Linked DNA regions of Rattus norvegicus: region 1 is linked to region 2. The links are chromatin contacts, called in public Hi-C maps. All regions are on one chromosome and are shown on one strand. Each heading gives the region's core, a stretch centred on a gene start, on an enhancer-like site or on the middle of the called end of the contact. The rest is flanking DNA. Distances are from core to core; before and after follow the strand shown. Region 1 overlaps Bach2 (BTB domain and CNC homolog 2). Region 2 has its middle 66 kb from the start of Bach2.

Region 1 (4,559 bases), core at 1,365-3,864, 290 kb after region 2:
CACTCGGACTCTATGGGATTGTGATACTAAGTTGCAACAGGCCAAATGAGAAAACTGAGGCAAAAGAAAGAAAGGCTCATTAACTTGCTACAGTTACACTTGACGTGGTCAGCTCCTAAACAGAGAACACTGGATAGCATCTTGGACAGCCTGGTTCCGTGGCCCAGGTTCTAAACCCTCACATCACAGATGAAAACAGTAATACAATAACAGTAAGAAAATAAAATCATCTGTTCTTTTAACAGCTGGGGAAACGAAGTCCGGGGTCTCCAGCCAGGCAGCTGTACATTTGGAGCCTAGGTGAATGGCACCCCCTGTAGCTCAAGGTTCCCACAGAAGGCATCACGAGCCTGAGCTAGGAATTTAGTTTTATATAAGGAATAATGTTGAAGGGGTACAATTTACGACAGTAAGAGAAAACACCCAAAACTGGAATAAATCATCTCCCTTTTTTTCTCATTCCACCCACTAATGCCTCTCTACAATTCAAGCCACCTCGCTGAAGGGATTTTTTGGGGGTAACAAAACTTAGATGAAGCCACTTTTGTCTGGGTCCTCAGAAGACACCTGACACCTCAGGAGTGTTATAGTAATCATAGCGATAAACAGGACAATCCCCCTGCCCCGCCAGAGCTGCCTGTGTCCTGGTCCCTAAACCCTGTGCATGTAGTACCTACATGGCTGTGGATCTGCAGCTTTGATGAGAGCATCTCGAGGTGGAACCACTCTGACTGACCTATTAGATTCAGTTACCTCCCTTGGAGAGGGAGGCATGAGACGGAGTCAGAAAACCCAGTTTGAAGCTCGAAGTCTATACAGCAGCAATGGCTACTACCTTCTACATATCATCTGACTGTGCTAGTTCACCTAAATTCCATTCGTCTGTTTAATGTTTTAGTATAAGAACAGGTTCATGGCTCAGGGCTTAACCCTATCACCTGGGAAGCAGAGGCAGGTGGATCTCCCTGAGTTTGAGGTCAGCCTGGTTTACATAGCATCCCACACCAGCAGAGGCAGACAGTAACACCCTGTCTTGAAATTTTTAAGAGAGAGAGAGAGAAGGGAAGGAAGAGGAGATCCTCAAGTCCCATGGGAGCTTGGGCTTCATTTGTTTGTACAATTCCTATATCTGACAGTACTCTTATAGCACAAAATGAATGGCTGGCCTTAATGGCTGGTCCTTCAAGAAAGCTGGAGGCTATAGGACTTCGCCATGTCCTCCATCACTTGTCTGTCTTGGCTGTGTGCAAATCTCTGCACATTTCCTGTTACAGCCACTACATGGTAAAATAGCCTACATGGTCCAGCCAGAGCTCATGTCAAACAATGTCAGAGGTGTCTAGGTGGCGACTCCGGTTAATTGGAAACAGTGTGAAGTTGCGTTAGCCATCCTTGAACTGGCTTGTAGGTTGTTCTTAACAGACTGTCAAGTCTTCCTCCTCAGGGCCATCCTGAGCCCTGTGCTCTTCCAGTGCTGCCTCTGTGCTAGCCACAGTGGGAGCTCTCCTGGACTTCCGTGACTGATTTGTCCCTGCCTAGGCTGGTCCCCAAATGCAGTCAGTATGATCTCCCTAGTGCCCCTCTGCTTGGCACCCTGCAGTGCCTGCCCACAGTCTGCCAACCTCTTTTGTGGTTGAGAATTGGCCTTCCCAGTCTTGCCCTCTGCTCCCTCCTCTCCAGCACCACAGCTCCTCCTCTCCTACTGACATAGTCCTGCCCCAGAAGCCCTGGACCCCAGTCTCCCCTGTGTCTTTGCACATTGCTTTCTGCTGGCTCCAGCAGCCTATGTGTCCCTCCCTCAGTGTTAGCTGCCCTTCCACCAGCAGCTTTATACATTTACTACATCCTACCTGTCATTTGCTTGTTATTTCTGCTGACTCGTCCTGTCTCGTTAGTGCAGAGCCTCTCTAGCCTGGTACTCCATCTTCATTTAATGTTTTGTGTCACACACACACACACACACACACACACACACACACACCCTGTCCCCCAAGCATACGACTTCTATGGAACCACAGAAGATGGTGGCAAGGATGAATTTGTTAAAGGAAGTGTACTCTGCTTTGTAAAGTTGGTCATCACCAACCCTGTCCCCGTAGAGACACATAGCCTTTCCTGGGTGAGTGACACCTCAGCCTGTGAACCTAATCCAGACATATCTTCCTTTGGCACATTCGCTCCAGAATCATTGTATGCTGTGGTGATGGTGAGCCAGGAGAGCTACAGAGTGACTGTACAGTTTGGGTGTTAGTAGTCGGTCGAGTTGGCAACTCATAAAGTTCCTCCTCTGATACAAGCCCCTTAAAGACCAGCATTCAGTAATCAACTAAAAAAAAAATTGCTAGGTGATGGGCAAACAACACGCTCAGAGTCCCTTCTGCAGCCCCAGAAATGCACAGCATTTGAATTTCACGAGCAAGTGTGTGTGTGTGTGTGTGTGTGTGTGTGAGAGAGAGAGAGAGAGAGAGAGAGAAAGAGAGAGACAGACAGACAGACAGAGAGAGAGAGAGAGAGAGAGAGAGAGAGAGAGAGAAAGATTGCCCCATCCAACCTCATCCTCTGACTTTTCCTTGTGACCCAGATATAGGAATATCTTGTGTTCTCTTGCTCCCTCTCCTGGCCTGGCCTTCCTTTAGCAAAAGCACGCACTTAGGATTTGCACGCCTGGGTGGTGAGGGTCTGAGCAGTTAAACAAAGCCACCGTCCAGCTCAGCGCAGTCTTTTAGAAAATCCACGGGAAACCAGAAACAAAAATCTTTTCCTCACATTGGCAGTGTAGCCTGACTCAGTGAGGAGAGGCAGTACTGGCACTGGAAAGAAATGAACTTGGCATCCTTTCTAAGGAATGAAATGCTTCCCAGAAAAAGTAGGGGAAAAGGCATTGCCCAAAAAAGCACTTGATACTACGGTTTTTTAAAATGTCTGCCTGAGGACGTACAGAACCATGTATGAATGTGCTGGTCTATTAATAGTGCTAGTTACCTCATTACCCAGTCTAGGGCAGTAATAAAGCCTCTGGTATCCTGTTCCTAACATGCACCAGACGAAGTCTTCAAATATCTGGCCTATGTCATGGTGAGGAGCAGACTCTACCCCTTTCCCTCCAAAAGCCAGTGCGAGTGCTCTTCAGAGCCTGGCCACATTGTGCTTCCTTTCAACACACAGGCCTGGGACAGGACACACGGCTTCCCCTGGTGACAGTGGGACAGCATCATGGCCCATACTCTTTATGAGGAAAGCCAGTACGTCACTGGTCTTCCGAAGGTTGACCCTGCTCCCTTCTTTCTTGCGTAGTGTCTTAATCCTGCCTGCCCACCGTGTGTTGCTTTTCCCCATTAAACTTTCCAAAATATCTTGCCCGCTAACCACGCCGTCTTTCCTACTTTACCGTAGAAAAGACTTTACTTTTTCATGCTGACCTAGAATGGCTTGCCCAAATGTAAAGTTTTCTAAACTTAGCAGATTGAGAAAAGTAACAGTTCCGCTTACGCAGTTCACCCTCCGGGCAGGCCGGTGCCCTCTGACCTCCAGCTCTGATGAAGTGTGTCCTCTCTGAGCACCCATCTGCTCTGCTCTGTGGCTTCCTGCGCAGTGCCAGGCTTTCCCAAGGAGTTCCTTTGTGCTCCGTTGCCTCCTTCAAGACAGCCATTTGGTGTTTAGGTGGGTAGAGGGTGCTGGTTTTCTTTAACTGAAGAAGGATATTCAACCCGGGTGTTTGTGGAAGGTCTTTTCCTAGAAAGCCACGAGGTCGTTCTTTTGTGTTTACCAAGGTCAGAGTCACTGTGTATGCAGAGTGGTGACTGATTTGTGTTAGTCCTGTGTTCTCTCATCACTCAGCCTGCTTCCATTGCAACTTAGTGTGCTAGACAACACACACTCACCCCCTTTCTCTCATCTGTTGTTCCAGGGACCTTAACAATGGATGGGTGAGCCATTCTACACCTGTTTCATGTTTCTTCTGTGCATTCTAAGTTCCTCCACGATCGAATTTATTTTTTTTTTTTTGCTTCTGTCAAGTTTACGCTATGACCCAATGTAATAAATGTTCAAATATTTTGTGCTGGTTAACTAGTAACATCCTATTTATGCAAGTTACCTAATTTCTTCAGAATTCCTGCACCAAAAAAAAAAAATACGAAGTGAGCATTTCTTTATGATCCGGTGGTTTCCTGTCATTTAACCTTTGTCCAGTACAGTAGTATTTGACTCGATATAAAAGTGTGACCTTTTGCTGATGTGCGGTGTTATCATCTTCTAAAAATTACAGAATCATCTTTCACCGTGCATATTTTTAACAAATTCTCATTATAGTCCGTGCAGGAGGCACATGAAAACTTTAAGTTGAAGTACTCCTTATCTAGAGAGATAATGTGGAATATTCAGATGCTATGAAAGAACACTGGAAATTACATGTACGTGATGGTCTGCTAGTAGCGTCTGTTGCCCAGGTCAAAAAAAGGAAGGCACCGATTGAATTGGCACCTCCTTTGTAGAGATTTCTCCTGGCCCTTCATTCTCTGCTGATGGTCACCCCCTCCATCCTCCACGGTTTCCATAGG
Region 2 (4,849 bases), core at 439-2,938:
GTTGAACACCTCATCTGTGGCTTTGAGTGCAAGTCTCTTCCGAAAAACAGGAACCGTGCTTTGGTTACCAGTTCTTGTGGTCGATACGGCAGGCTATTTTGATTTGTCAGAGGAGAGGAAAAGCAGTTAAATCTAGTTAAAATTAAAGCCAGTTAAAATTAACCGGCTCAAGAGATTTGAATGCAGCTGTTCCACACATTGAAACACGGAGAGTGAGTTGTTTTGTTTTTTGTGTTTTTGTTGTTTTTTTTTTTTATTACCACTACTGATTATTATTGGTCGTAACTTCTTTTTGAGCCAGGGTGTAGACTCTCTGCATGTTTTGGTCTGACAGAGGAAAATAATAAGCGGGTGGTGGCGGGGGCGGTGGGGGGGCGGCAGAGAGTCTTGTGTGTCCCAGTTTTGTTTCGCCCCACAGTGTACCTCTGAATGCCAGTATTGAGCAGTCAGCAGTTCCCACCAGCGGCTTGCTGACTCATGTGCCCCGGGGCCGTGGGGCTCCCTGGGCCGCTCTGCAGTGCTCAGGGCCAGCGTGGCCTGGGAGGGATGGGAGGTCACTGTCTGTGGGTCTGTGATCACTGCGAACTGATGGGCAGTCTTCTTCCCTCTACCCACCACAGCCTCTGGCGGGGCGGGCAGGGAAGCAGGCGCTGAAGTCTGCCTGCCTTTGCAGAAGCAGCGTAGGACACAATAGCGTTTATCTGGGAAAATAAGACTTTCACTTTATTGTTTTGGGAACCTTCAAACCCAGACACATGGGTAAGGAGAGGTCCTGCTGTTAACTACTTAGCCCCCCCCCCCCCAAGGACTTCATGAAATTGGAAGTGGGGCTTCCTTGGCATTGCAGAGACCTGGCCCACATCTCTGTGGGCAGCAGAAACAGGAGGCGGGGCAGTAAGGGGGTGTGACTAGCAGGCCAGTCCCTTGGTGACCACAGCCTTTGTTTGCATCTGTTGCTGGCTCTTGATGTAAAAACAAAAACAAAGCGTCTAGCCCTGGGTCAGGATGATGCCACCTGACTTAGCTGACTCCCTTTGCTGGTTTTGTTTACATAGCTCGGTTTGGGTATTTCATCGGAAAGTGTGAAATGCTGTTTTTCTGAGGTCGCTACCCAAACTTCCTTTTGTGGACGGGAGTTGATCAGATCATCCTAGACTCCCAGAGGATGATGCAAACGAGCTGAGCTGTCACAGGAAAAAGCCTTGCAGGGGCTGAAACAGAGCCTCTTGGTACCCCGGAGAAGTTTCCTGAGGGCTCTCTGACCAGTAATAAAGAGAAAGCCACAGTGACTGAAGCATATGCTGATGGACATTCTCGGTTTCCGCCGATAAGGGGTGACTCATCAGTATCAATAGAATTGTGACTTCTAATAATAACACAGTGTGAGCCCTTCAAAACATGTGGTTTTAGCCCCTGCTCTCAGTGAAAGGTTGGAAAATGTTAGTTTGAGTTCCCCCCCACCCCCCCTCCCGACCTCTTTATGTCACTGGAGTATGAAATCGTGTTTTTGTAGGTGTGATGGTGACCCCATTGTTTTTTTTGTCTCACTGTTTTTAGTTTCATTATGACTAAGAAACCAAAGTGGATTATTTCATCGCTCAGAAATCTGTGCACTAAGCGTTGCCTCTGGGGCTGTGTTTTGAGGGAAATGTGGCTGAAGAGCAGATCCTCCCAGAAGGCAGAAAGGAAAAAACTGAACAGACCACAGGCCGCCAGGATCTGGGCACCTCCTACACAGTCTATTGTGAAGGGCTGTGGGCTTGCTGAGTAGCCCGATTGCCCTGTGAGTCACCGTCAAAGGATTCCAGCAAGGGGGTTCACAGAAAATGAGAGTCAGCCATGGCGGAGAGGAAGCACGCCGCCAGCTTCCACAGCCAGGGCTGCTGCTGTCCTGCGCACCAGCCTGCTCCAGTCTATCCATGGGGCCTTCTTTCTCCTGCTAGTTCGGTTGGTTTTCCCTGCGGGCCCTTCTGTTAGTAGAAGACTCTGCAGTTAGAACAAGGGGATCTCGAGGCTCAGGAGGAGCTTGCCTGTTCACATCGCTGACACTGTTTTGCTCTCTAACCATTTCCCCCTTTGTCCTGAGCTGCTGAGCAGGCCTTCACACCTTCTCTGCCTGGTCAGGGAGGAAAGGAATCCTTCAGACAGCACTCGCTATAGGGTTTTATAAAGAGAGGAAGAAAGGAGGGAAGGATAAAAGGATAAGGAGTAAATAAATACATCATTTGCAGCAGGATTATATAACTGAATGAATGTGTGAATGTATGAATGGATGGATGTGTGCATGTGAGGTAGGTGTGACTGGGGTGCTCCTGGGGACTGTCTCTCCTACAGTACCTGCTCTCAGCCACTGAGCATCTCACAGAAGGATCTTGGCTTGTTTGTTTGTTTTTGTTTTTATTTTATTGAGTGCAGTTTTATGCCAGTCAGTCTTGCCTCCTGGAAACTTCTTTTACAATGGATCTGTTGTCTTACACCTTCTCGTTGGTACTTTGGGGTTTAATGGGATGCTTCTCTGTTGCTGTCTGCTCCTTTTATTCCTGGCGCTTCTCTAGATTGCAGGCTAACAGGAGGGCCACTCAGGGAAAGAGGGAGGGAGTGAATGAACGGGCTCCTTGGGTCTCCAGTTTTAATCCCCACCTGCCGTGTTTCTCTGCCCACAGAAAAAACACAGACTCCTCAGCCTGATATTTAAAGCTCTTCGAACCTGTTTCCTACCCCGAGACTTCAGGTGTATTTTTATTTTGCACGGCTTCCCAGTTGTGAGTTATATTTCGGTTCTGAAATTTTTAAAATTTATTCTGGAACTGCATTTTGAACAAATCTGCACTGACACACTGCAGGCCCCGCTCTTCTTGCAGGGCTCTGTTAAGCAGAACTCTTGTGTCCACGGCAGGCTATCTAGAGACAGGTTGCGGTTGGTGTTGAAGATGACACATCTGCTTCCACAACCACCGTGTGTGCCCAGGGGCCAGAGTGAACAGCAGAGATCAGTGTGGTGGGAGCTGGACAAAGAGAGAGGACAGCGAGAACTGAAAGGAAGGACCACTCTAAAGAGTGGACTCTGAAGAGTCTTCAAGATGGCGTGGGGTTTGCTGAAGGGAACAGTTCCTGTTGGCCTTTATGCTTACAGTGTCAGGGTCACCACCTTGCTAGTCCATGTTAACAGCATCCTGTCCGTCCCTCCTCCCCTCCTTAAGAAAAGGACTCGTTCCGTAGCCCTGGCTTGGTTGGAACTTGCTAAGGAGATTAACTTGGTCTAGAAGGTACAGAGTTCTTCCTGCTTCTGCCTCCTGAGTAGTGGATTAAAGACATGGTCCACCATGCCCAGCAAGCCTTTTTCTTGACTGTTCACAAATTAGACCTCCTTAGAATACAGCACTTAGAAAGGCATGGGGGATTCTAATTCTAGTCCTAGGCAATTATTTTTCTTTTTTTTTATTTTAGTTTTTTATTTATTTTGTTTTATGATTTCTCAAGACAGGGTTTCTCTGTGTAGCCTTGGCTGTCCTGGAACTGGCTCTGTAGACCAGGCTGGCTTCAAACCCAGATATCCACCTACCTTTGCCTCCCTAGTGCTGGGATAAAAGGCATGCCACTACTGCTTGGCTGGTAATTCTTATAGTAATACAAAAAGTTAAAGACATACATGGAGCCTTTCAGCATTATCATTTGAAAAAAAAAAAGCTGAATGCTCACCAGAATGAGAAGACAAACCCAAAATGGTAGATGATATTGGTGGCCTGTGTATTGGATGGGCCTACCATATGTAGAAAGCAGACACATGAATCAATAAGAAAAACACAGATAATCTGATCTCATTTCACAAAATAAGAAAGCTAATGACTAGCAAATGCATCAAGAGAGTCTAGGCCTTACTAACAGTCAAGCACATGCAAATTAAAGACACAATAGCATATCACTACGTGCTGTCTGGATTGGCAGACCTTTAAGAATCAGATGATACCATGTGTTGGTGGGGGTCTTGAATGTGGTTGGTAAGAGTATAGCTCGGCACAATTATGCTGGAGAAGTTTGTATTCCCCCAATCAAGTTCAACAGGCAAATAATTTAGGACTCAGCAGTCTCGCTTTGAATGTACCGTCAAGAAAAACTCTTAACCTGCGTGCCTCAGGAAGCATTGACAGACATGCTGAGTAAACCTTCTCACAAAACTAAGATCAGGCTGGGTCAATACATTTCGCTCTGTCTGTGTTTTGGATTCTGTTTGGAGAGGGGAATGAGCTGGTGGTATGGGAGAGTGTGGAGAAACAGCATTGCCCTGTGGTAGCAGCAAGGGGCAGACTGTGACTTTGCTCCTCCTTCCTTAAGCTCAGGAAAATGTAGGTCAGGAAAATGGCAGCCCCTCGTCCGGTGGGATGATGGAGCAGTTTGTGCTGTGCTGAGGCCTGAGGTCTCTGTGTTTACCGAGCCCAATAGAATGCAGGAGAGAGTGAGTCTCAGGAACACACTGTACAATGGAAAGAAGAAGATGAAGAAGAATGTGTGCAGTGGGAGTTTATCCATGGCGAGTTCACCAGCACGGGAAGCCGAACACATAGACGCACACAGCGGGCAACAGTATAACAGGAATCAACATTGTCATCAGTGTACACACACACACACACACACACACACACACACACACACTCATAGATACACTCACACACACACTCTCAGATACACATACACAAACACATTCATACACACTCATGCACACACACACTCATTCACACTCTCAGATACACGTACTCAAACGTACATTCACATACTCATGAACACACATACCCTCAGACACACACTCAAACACACATACACATTCATAGATACACTTACATACACACTCATG

Evidence for each region. Hi-C and Micro-C count contacts between places; a contact is called where the count stands out from the background.
Region 1: a Hi-C map of the A7r5 cell line shows a contact between it and region 2, with 3 times the contacts expected there. The contact joins two enhancer-like sites. A contact is called at or near these places in 6 of 12 Hi-C or Micro-C datasets (the A7r5 cell line, the Rat2 cell line, frontal cortex and 3 more) and 1 of 1 datasets of contacts at active chromatin or transcription factors (oligodendrocytes).

What each region holds. Positions count from the first base shown.
Region 1 is chr5:51,729,862-51,734,420 of GRCr8, forward strand. The region is part of intron 3 of Bach2 (BTB domain and CNC homolog 2); the gene reads left to right. Among named protein-coding and RNA genes, the nearest start is that of Gja10, 66 kb to the right of the region's middle. Within about 2 kb of position 2,615, at least 16 of the 93 cell types and tissues checked have an H3K27ac peak or open chromatin away from gene starts, as enhancers often do. A contact at or near this core is called in the A7r5 cell line, where this site is marked.
Region 2 is chr5:51,444,928-51,449,776 of GRCr8, forward strand. It overlaps a transcript of Bach2 not described here. Among named protein-coding and RNA genes, the nearest start is that of Bach2, 66 kb to the right of the region's middle. Within about 2 kb of position 1,689, at least 63 of the 93 cell types and tissues checked have an H3K27ac peak or open chromatin away from gene starts, as enhancers often do. A contact at or near this core is called in the A7r5 cell line, where this site is marked.